Regions from separate parts of the Capsicum annuum genome. Here region 2 is linked to region 1. A link is a contact called in public Hi-C data. All regions are on one chromosome and are shown on one strand. Each heading gives the region's core, a stretch centred on a gene start, on an enhancer-like site or on the middle of the called end of the contact. The rest is flanking DNA. Distances are from core to core; before and after follow the strand shown. Region 1 holds the start of LOC107858825 (probable methyltransferase PMT9). Region 2 overlaps LOC107858827.

Region 1 (5,258 bases), core at 2,435-4,934:
CCCAGAGCCATTTCATCAAGTCAAAATGCAAAAGATGAGGAAGAAGTTGAATTCTTTTTCATTTCCGTTTCCATCTGTTACAGAACTCCTATCTGTACAACTATACAAGTCTACCTATTATTTTACTGTTTCATACTAGAATTTTTAGAGTCATTAACACATACACTGAGAAGTGCATGTGATTAAGTTGCACTCTTAACAAGCTATTGGGATAAACTTGAAAGGAGCAAAGCAGGATCAGCATATATCGTTCAATACTAATTCAACATTATTTATTTCTATTTTCTTTCATCCTCAACTTGGTAATATTATAAAGATCAAGCTCCTCTTCTGTAAGCTTATTAAGAAAAGAAGAGCCACACAAATCATTGGTAATCTGCCAATTACTAACAACTAGATATGAAATACTAAATAAGAATATATTTTGGATTTCTAAGATTGGGAAGTAAGCAGTTAGCAGTAGGGTGACCATATGCCACAAAAACAGAGCAGCTATTCTGGTTATTTATGGGAACAGGGAACAGGATGCAAAGAAAACAAAATCTGAAAGAGTGGAAAGTAGCGCACCAGTCATGAACTGTTCCAATTAAGCCTCGATCGTAAATTATTTTTAATCTTGATGACATATTAACAGGAGCAACATTCATCACCCAAATGTCCTTATCCTTTAGCGCAGCTGCAAACCCACCAAGGTTTGAGTTCATGTCCATCACATTCCTGACTGAGTTCTTTAGGATAACAGACTTCATCTGCTTCCAGTAGTCAACCACTCTGTCATGCCATACATTCTGGAAAATCACATAAATATAGTTAAAAGACAATTTGAACAACAAACATAAACCCCATTAAATAAAATCCAACAGAAATACTGCCTTCACTGATTTGAGAAACTTACAGTGTCTTTATGGAATTCATCCAAAGGGACACCAATTTCCTCCAAGCGAGGAGGCGGAGCCATAAGCCTCCGTGGCCAACGTTCTAGCCCGGTCCCTTTTTCCTTATGCACCTCTTCAATAACAAATAACAGAAAACTTAACAGATTAAAAAAGAATATTAAAGTATTTGTGATCTCCTAGCTAGAAGTAGTTGAAATAGAATGAAATAGTCATTGAGAATGACAATTCTATGTGAGCTGCCATTTCTTCCATTTTTTAATAATGAAGTGTCAGCTGCAACTTCTAAAACAATCACATATTATGCACAGCCAAAAGCAGCTATTAGCGCCACAGAATACGCAGAAAAGTTTTGTTTCTTTTTTTTGTAAAGCAGAATAAACAGAAAAGTTTTATCATTTATCATCAGGATACACATGATCAACCATTCAAGACATGGATTCAAGAATATGAACATAGCAATTGCATACTTACTCGGTGAGTAAGGAGTGATGCAAGCTTTCATTGGTACATTCCAAGATTCATCGGGCTCGTCACCAGACATGCACAATGGAGGTTGGGTCCCCCGACTTCTCTTCATATAACAGCTGTTACTCAGAGGTTTAGCCCATATCACAGTTTGGTCTCTCCTTGAAACAACTCTCCAACACATTCTTCTCAAGAGATCATACATAGCATTCCAAATTCTTCGATTCTCAGCATCATGCGCATAAGCTTCAGGTGAAGAGTACACAAAATAACCACCTGGTCTGAGCAATCTGTCAAGTTCCAAAAGAAGAATTCCATCTCTTTGGAGCCAATCAATTCTACACCGTGAACAATGTGCCAACTCAAATGACCTGCTAGGATAAGGTAGTCTTTTGGTGCCCAAGACTCCTAGTGTAGATGGGATTCCCCTTTCCAATGCAAACTGTATTTGATTCTCATGCACATCATTAGGAGCAAGCGACATAGCTATAATATCATGGGAAAGAAGATATGCCCCAAAGCTCGCAACACCACAGCCAACATCAAGAACATTTCTTATGTTTCCACCATTGCTGAGTTTTTCACCAGGCAACTTGAGCATCTACACAAGCACATAACAAACCATCGAATTGTAATGCAACTACTATAAATAAATCAACCTGTAACTTAAAGTATAATTACACTTAATTACCCCGGCAATTGCTGCAATGTATATGTCAGCTCCGTAATGGAAATGTGTTCCTCCACCAGGGAATTTTATTTTGTCTCCATCCACAACCATCCAGTTTTGGTCCGACTTTTCCTGTGCAAGATGTGTATGAGGTATGTTTGCTTTCCACACTTGGTCTCTACTAGCTGGCCATCTAATTGGGATCTGGAAATCTAACAAGGACCTCGTTGGCATCAAAACTAGACAGAAACAATAACAATAGCAATATCAAAAAGTAACTTCAGTAATGCACAAAAGGACAAGTAGTGAACAAATTCAATGAAGGTAATCAATTCAAGCTCATCAATAACCAAGACAAGTAGCGAACAAATTGAATAAAGATAATCAATTAAAGATCATCAATAACCGGACTCCTTCATCGTTTTGCACGTTAAGCAGAAAAAAGCAATCAATTGCTGACCTTGTAACCAGCTGGAGGAGGGATAAGACAGTTGTAACGACGTTGAGGAGGAGGACAATGCCTCTCATAATGCTCCATAACAGTCAAATTGAGCTTCAATCTCAATTGATATATCAAATTTCTGTCAAGACAAGGTATCAACTCCGAATACCTCGTATCACAAACCTAAAATAACAGTTTAAATCAAATCAAAATCTTAGCAAAACAACTATCAAAATGCAAACTTCACAAACACCAGTTAGCCAAAAAATAATAATAAAGAATTACATGCATACAGGAATACTTTTAGGAACTTCAAGTTCTTGATCTTCCATATCCATATCCAAACGACCATGATAAGAAACCCCATTAGCTGGATCAGAACCATCGTCAAGAACCAAATGGTCACGTGCTATAGGAAGACCAGGAGCAATAAACGAACAGTTATATAGACAAACCAAACCCAAGAACACAATCATCCCAAATAGAACATATTTCAGCAACTTGGGTCTATGAGGTAGCTCTTTTTTCTGCTTCATTTTTAACAAAAAAACAAAGAACACCCACTTCAAAATTTCTGCTTTACTCCACTGGGGTTCTTGAAAAAACACTCAAAACCCAAGTAGCTCCTTTTTTTGCTTCATTTTTAACAAAACACAAAAAGAACACACTTCAAGATTTTTGCTAATAGTCAACTGGGGTTCTTGAAAACACTCAAAAAAAATCCCAAGTAGCTCCTTTTTTTTTTTTTGCTTTATTTTTAACAAAAAACTAGAAATACCCACTTCAAGATTTCTGCTCTACTCAACTGGGATTCCTGAAAAACACTCAAAAAAATCCCAAGTACCTTTTTTTTTTGTTGGCTTTATTTTTAACAAAAAACAAGAAATACCCACTTCAAGATTTCTGATATACTGAACTGGGGTTCTTGAAAGACAATCAAATAGTAAGTAACAGATGCAGATCCATTTCTGGCAGGCTAAGCAAAGAAGTAAGACTGTTCAGTGGCCAAAAAAAGAGTTAACAAGATTCACTTTTTCAATTTGAGGGAGTCAGTAGGAACATGTGGAAAGTGAAGGGTATTTTTAGCTCATCACACTGTGGGGATTGGTTAGCACTGTTTGGTGCCGCTTTTTGGGAAAAAGTGGATACAGAAAGTAGCGGTGTAGATCAAAAATACAATGAGCTTGATGAGTCGTTTGGTTCCTATTGGCTATTTGGACATTAATAAGTTATTTATATAAGTAATCACATTACTTAAAAGAATTAAATACAAGAAACTTTTTTGTAATAAATATGACTTATATTATTAGTTTAAAAAAAAATTATACTATATTAATAAATAAAATGAGGTTAAAAATAAGCTTCAACTTTTTATTAATTAAAAATATTTTAAGAAAAAACAAACAAGAAAGATCTTCTTTAGAAAAAAACATTTTCTTAGGAGAAAATGTGTTTAAAAGAAATTATTACATTTATTAGGAAAATGACACTTATAAGGACACTTTTGCGTCAATTTATTAAAAACAAAGGTATTTTTAAACCAAACTTTGAACGGATGATATTTTTTTGTACAATTTACATATTCTAAAAATATGTGGTATTGGGTGGGCGTTCAGTATTCGATTCGATATTTTTAAAATTTTATTTTGGTAATTCGGTAATAGTATTTGAACATAGATACCACATACCATACTTATAAATATCGGTTCGGCAGTTCGATAATCAGTAAATTAAACTTCGATTCGGTACGATATTTGGTAGTACCATATTAAAGTTGGAGATGTGCAAATGTACGCTTAAACTTCAAAGAGTATATTTAATAGAACCCTATTTAGTATTCTTTTTGTTTCTATCTACGAATATATTACCAAGATCCAAAGAAATTCTTTGGAATGACTAGTACTATTGTCTATTAGGTTGGGTTAGACATATATATATATATATATATTCGGTATATACCGAATACCAAACGATATTAAGATCTTGTACAAAATTCAATTCCGAATATTGAAATATTAAAATTTTACTCTCAAATACCATATCAAATACCGAATTACTGAATACCAATTACCAATTTTTTTGGTTCGATTCGATAATTTGGTTTTGGGTATTTTATGCCCAGCCCTAGTACTGATTGACGAGACTCGGAAAGGAGTTAATGGTAAATTGGAGATTTGAAGACAAACCCTTGAGTCTGGAGGATTTCGGTTAAGCAGGACCAAGACGGAGTACTTGGAGTGTAAGTTTAACGATATATCACAGGAGGCTAACGGGGTTGTGAAGCTAGACTCTCAGGCCATCCAGAAGAGGGAGAGTTTCAAGTATTTGGGTCTATGATTCAGGGTAATGGTGAGATTGACAAGGAGTCACGCATCGTATTGGGGTAGGGTGGTTGAAATTGAGGCTCGCTTCGGGAGTTTTATATGATAAGAAGGTGCCCCGAAGCTTAAAAGTTCTACATAGTAGTGGTTCAGCCGGCTATATTGTATGGAGAGGAGTGTTGGCCAGTTAAGAACTCTTACATCCAAAAGTTGAAGGTGGCGGAGATGAAAATGTTGCGATAGATGTGTGGTCATACCAGAAAAGATAGGGTAAGGAATGAGATTATTTAGGAGAAGGTGCGAGATGAGATTATTTGGGAGAAGGTGCGAGTAGCCTCGGTGGAGGACAATATGCATGAAGTAAGGTTACGTTAGTTCGGGCATGTAATGAGGAGGGGCTCTAATGCTCCAGTGCGAAGGTGTGAGACACTAGCTATGGATGATTTTAGGCGGGGTAGAGGTAG
Region 2 (5,845 bases), core at 122-2,621, 36 kb after region 1:
ATATTAATGGGTGATATATATAGTATTATGTTAATTCATAGGTAGATACAATTATTTATTTCAATTATTGACTGATTCATATGCTATTAATGAAAGGTAATGGTGTAGTCAATGTAGGAAATAAAAGTAATAATATTTTCTTAAAAAAAGACTAAAAGCAGAATTGAAACATAATTAAAATTAAATCTAAAAAAAGCAAACTAAAATTAAAGACGAAATTAAAAACGAAAAAAGGAGAAAAAAGACCAAAAAAACATATCTTTCACAATTAAAAACGAAAAAAGAGAAACATAAATTAAACATCTAAATTAAATCTAAAAAAGAGAGAAAAATTAGATATCTTTTCTTAAATAAAAAAATATAATGATAAAAAAAAATTTGTTAATTCCTTAAATGTTACTTCCTTAAATAAATATCTTATTAGTTTCAAATATATCACTTTTTTATATGTATTACCATATAATATATGTATCACTATTTTAAAAAATCGAGATAAAATGTAATTAATAAAATAGTCAAAATTTTATATAATATCACTTAAAGATCGAGGGATTTATGTAAGTTACCTTTTTCCTTTTTCTATATCCTTTGTTCCTTCTAAATTTTGAAACTAAAAACGTCTTGAAATCTTTTTAAGTTGATTTCTTAAAGTACTACATCAAAATTGCACCTAATTCGATTTGTCCCATTCGATAATTGATTTTGTATCGAATATTAACTTCAATAATAACGAAATTCTATTTTAACTTGATTCACCTTAATTGGATTTTTTAATACAATCTTAGTAGACATAAAAGTAAAACAAAAAACCATATAAATTGATTCAAAGAGAAACTACGTTTTCCATGAAATAAGATTTATATGCCATATTAGCATAGTGCTTGATAGACACACTTTTACCAAGTTAAAAGTGTCAATCTGGTCACTCACTAGGTGGCCAAAAGAAGAAAACATAATCTGTACCCCAAAAAAAAAACATTACCACACGTAATTTTACAATACTGTTACTTATACCATTGTGTAAGCATATATAAGGCAAAACCCAACGTATATTTACTAATTCCCTATACTAATAATGAAATTCAAATTTAGCGAAGAGATTCAAGGAAGTCACGGACGCTCAGTAACAATTTAGGAAGGTGATTAATAAGTAGCCTTTCAAAAAAGTAAGCCGCACGCGCCCACAACCCACGGAGATCTTTTAAAAAAATATCCGCCCCTTCCCCACCTCTCATCAACTGCATCTCTTCGACCAGACAAGCAGTAACTAATGACAAAGTTTCACCTGGTGGCTGGTGCATAACGTACCATGAGGCAATTTACAATTGTTGGTACCTGAATCATCATATTGTTGTTTGTCTACATTGCTAGAAATAACAGATAGCCAAAGGCCCAAAACTGACTGGCACCGTACACAACCATATAATATATGTTCGTGCATCTGTCGTCAAAGACGAGCAATCTGCACTCAAGGCTGAGTTCTATCTATACACTACAAGTCTACAACCAACCATTGGCCTCCAGAATATTTGAATCAGACGGCATCACCACCAGAGATTTCTTTCAACTAAAAGATTTGCACCATGTACAGTTTGGTTAAGTCTTTCTGCAGCTTGTAAGCATTAAAGGCCATACCTGATACATGATAGAAATATCAGGATCCCCATTCTCATGAAGTAGGGTGGGCAAGGCATGGTAGATACCGAATATCATCATCGAAATCAAAGTTTTTGATACCACGATTTCGGTATTATGGTATTTGGTATGATATTTGATGTGTTCTTAAAAAATTTTGTATTTGGTACGGTTTGGTATTCATAAGGATACCCATGAATACCGAAATACCAAATACCATACCAAAGTACATAGTTATATATACAATTCATATATAATAATAGCAAATATATAAAATAGTAGTACAAAACTAATAGTTTAGACATGGAACTGAATACCCATCTCGATTGAAATGCCTTTTTTATGTAATTGATTAACCACGGGAATTGCATGCTTGTACTTTCTTTAAATATTCTTACCTGTGTACGATGTTCGTATGATATAATTGAGACGGTTCTTGAAAAATCGAAGTCATAATTCTCTATTATTTCTCTATTATATGAGTATATGTAAGTCAAAGTGGAACAAACTTCGGTTACTGATTTACCATATCGCAAAATACGAAAGCCGAACTTTAAAATACTGAACCATACTGAATTAATTTGGTACAGCAATGGTAAAACCGGACTGAAATTTTCAAAATCGCACCGTACCATGCCCACCCTTATCATGAAGGGCCTCGTCAGTTGTCACTATTAAGTATTATATCCCGCGAAGCCTCTTAGCATTTTCAACTGTTTCAATGTAGAAATACAATCTCCAGAGTGTTGCTTTGTCCTACAATAACCCATTGGGAACTTAGGAAACCAGGAACAGAGAAAAATTAAACACACAATTGCAAAAAAAAATAAAAAAAATATTTACCTCGTTTTCTAAATCAACATGCACCTCACTGCAAGAATGTTTCTCTACTTCCTTACCACGGCAGAGAATCTGGACAACATGATCAAGATTCTTAGGTGGAAGGTCCTGTATCAGCTGTCGAAGATGTTTTTTTTCAGGTAAGGTCATTAACCTGCCAAAAGGCAAAGAAATTCCCCATGGCAAAATTTCAGGACAAATATGACTAGCAACAAAGCCACATGAGATATCGAGATCTCATGTACTAGACAACACCAACCAATTAACTTTGCATCAAAGCCAAATTAATTAGGATCTGTCATATGAATACTCTATAATCATTCTTCCCTATTCGAGGCCCTTATACAATAACAAGGGAGGAATTAGCCCCTGACCTGCAGGATCAAACTAAAGGCCTCCGATTTACAAGATTGATGCTCCACCACTGAACCATAGCGGCCCAAGACATCTACCAGATATTCTACTATTGTCTTCTACAGGGATTTTTGCATGAGTCAGGCTTCTAATTCTGTCATGCTTTTTCTGGACAAAAATTTAACGTGGCTTGAGCAGTGCAAGGAATTTACACCAAAGCCAACAACTAATTGGGCATAACAAACTTGGGCAACATATTCTAACAGGGCCAAACACGACAAAATCAGATACATTCGCACTCACACAGTTGTAACCTTTATACACACACTCAGCTTTCTACACGACAAGTGTATCACTCTTATTTCTTGTTCTTCGATTTCTATTATTATCTATTGTTTCGTGTAGGTTTACCAATATTATTTTGTTGTAATGTGGTTCTGCTACTATCTGTTGTTTTATTACTGTCCGTTGTTTCTTTTATTTTCGTTACTTCTTTCTCTAAACTATTTTTATCTTGAGCCAGGGGTTCATCAGAAACGGATGCTATACCTCTGAGATAGAGGTCAGGTTCACATACACTCTACCCTTCCAGAACCCACTTTGTGGAACTATATTGGGTTTGTTGTTATTGTTACTCTTCTTTCTACACTTGTCAGCTATGTTGCTCGAACTCTTCAAGAATGTCATCAAGTGCGAGTCAGATCCTTCAAAAGTAGTGCAATTTTGAAAGGTCCGATACAGGTTGGCAATATTTTTGGAGAGTTCAAGCAACTAGCTTGTCATTCATTGAGCACCAACACAACCCTTCTTCCCAAACTTTCGCTTCTTTCCTTTCGTTTTTTGATTAAGGAAAATTTCATTAAAAGGCACAAGAAGAAGCTGACAACAAAATTACAGGGAATAAAAGGAGTTGCTCGCTCTAGTTCCTTCTGATCTATATCAGAACCTTTATATAAGAGAGTATTAAAACAGGAATAGAAAGAATATCGTGGATCCTTACTACTGAATTTAGGCAAAGTATAAAATTATCATACTTTTTAATCCCCGACATTTTAGATTCTTTCTAAATCTTAAGGTTGTGTTATAGGAGTTGGATATTTTCAGAGATAATACAACCTATGAAGTATGAAATGGATAAAAACGTATTGTAGCCTTTGTTTTACACTAGCTATTAGAGATTTTTAACAGAATAAGACCATACAAAAGCTATGTGCAGAAAGACATAAATTCATGTCCCGTGATTTTCAAGTACTGTGCCTTGCATCCTCATAACTGGACAAATGGTCAACTAAGGGAAAATTCAAATTCAATTAGGTTTCCTTTTGATTAGAATCTAACTTAATACGTGAAACCAAGATTTGGTTCAAACTGTTGATACTACACAGCAATCGTTAAATTGCTAGCAGAATATGCTTCAATGGGACATTTTACAGCATCTTCAGACTGTTACATACTATATCTCCACTGTTTAATCTTTTTTTCATACTAGTCCTTTCCGGGGAAGAAGACCACTTCTCTGAACTGGCACAATCTCCAAAACATGTAATGATGCCATACATTTTACAGCATCTTCAGACTGTTACATACTAAATCTCCACTGTTTAATCTTTTTTTCATACTAGTCCTTTCCGGGGAAGAAGACCACTTCTCTGAACTGGCACAATCTACCAAAATATGTAACGATGCTATACATTTCAGAATTTGATGACATCTTTTCTTCTTAAAACAATTTGATATGACATCTTTATAATATTTACCATCTTCCAGCACTGGTTTTAACATGTTTCTATTGAAATTAAATGTAACATCACATTCAAAATTTCTCTTAAAAATTGAAAAGTCAGCAGGAATACTTAATATTTCATCAATTATTTGGACTTACATTAGGGCTGGGTAACCCCAGGTAAAGTGCAGCCCCAACAATAAACACCTCGAACTGGATAAAATCCCAACAACTCAATATGCAAGCACCCTATAGGACCATGAGAGCCACACACCAAGCCCGTTTGTTATCCCCGTTCGTTATGGTTTTGCTAAAACGAACTGCCAAAATTATATTAGTAACATTTAATTCCAATTAATACGTCAGGCGTTCCCATGGTAACCAACCAAAAGCATTGTATAAACACAAATGCTGATCTTGTTTTGAATCTTCTAACAAATATAGGTCTCAAAGAAAATTTAGAAGCAAAGCTCTTCCAACTTGTTAAAATTTAGCTTCCTAGCGTTCTTGTATGCCAAACAAACAAAAACAAAAGATCACAATACTAAAACGAAACAAATTCTGAAATGACAAACTTCAAATCTGTGTATCAAATATTCCAAGCAAAAAAGAACTAATAAAATATACTGAAATGGGAACAGCAAATAATCAAACTACCAATGTTTTGTGAAATACCTGCAATTCGACATAACAACATCAAGAAGTTCTTCCAGCTTCTTCTCCATGTATCCAAGCTGCATATTGTCCAACAACAATTTAGACATAGCAATTTACTAAAACCAGTAAAACTCCTGATAGAGAGAGACTCAAGCTCCAGCCAAGTTACCGTCGCTAAAAGTTCATCACAATGCTTCTTCATCACACTCTCAACCTTTGTGCTATCAGTTTGTAGCAAAAACTGCAAATCATTGTGGACCTGGAAAATGGGAAGTACGGGTCATGAAGCATTTCTTGGCCCTAGAAAAATGCACTAAAGAGACAGAGACAGAGACACAGAGAAAGAGAGAAAGATGAATCTTACATCCCCGTCTTCAGGAGTTGCTCCAGCATTTGAACCCAATTTATTTTGGTTCTTCTTTGCAGGGGATTCTTTTAACTGTTTACTTTCGAGTTTTTTAACATCATTCGAAGTATCTCCTCTAGATGGTGAGATATTCAAGTCCTCTCTTTCTGAATCCTGCAAAGGAGGAGTCAAAGAAATCTCACACACATTTCTGTAAACAAAGCCAAAATGTGGGGTGAGACAGAGGCAATTAATTATTTCACTCATAGATAGCTGGATGAAGGAAGACC

The links. Hi-C and Micro-C count contacts between places; a contact is called where the count stands out from the background.
Region 2: a contact with region 1 is called in a Hi-C map of leaf, with 2.3 times the contacts expected there. The contact joins the enhancer-like site here to the promoter of LOC107858825 in region 1. A contact is called at or near these places in 3 of 5 Hi-C or Micro-C datasets (bud, leaf and placenta).

The regions. Positions count from the first base shown.
Region 1 is chr2:101,546,742-101,551,999 of UCD10Xv1.1, forward strand. LOC107858825 (probable methyltransferase PMT9) reads right to left here and starts at 3,685. Exons shown (of 8, transcript XM_047406551.1): 1 at 2,775-3,685; 2 at 2,492-2,656; 3 at 2,053-2,235; 4 at 1,368-1,962; 5 at 896-1,008; 6 at 568-788. The coding sequence starts at 2,858.
Region 2 is chr2:101,585,415-101,591,259 of UCD10Xv1.1, forward strand. It overlaps LOC107858827, which reads right to left. Exons shown (of 9, transcript XM_016703617.2): 4 at 5,574-5,729; 5 at 5,379-5,468; 6 at 5,228-5,286; 7 at 2,479-2,629; 8 at 2,268-2,391; 9 at 1,269-1,635. The coding sequence ends at 2,317. Among protein-coding and RNA genes, the nearest start is that of LOC107858826, 6.0 kb to the left of the region's middle. Within about 2 kb of position 1,372, at least 4 of the 5 cell types and tissues checked have an H3K27ac peak or open chromatin away from gene starts, as enhancers often do. A contact at or near this core is called in bud and leaf, where this site is marked.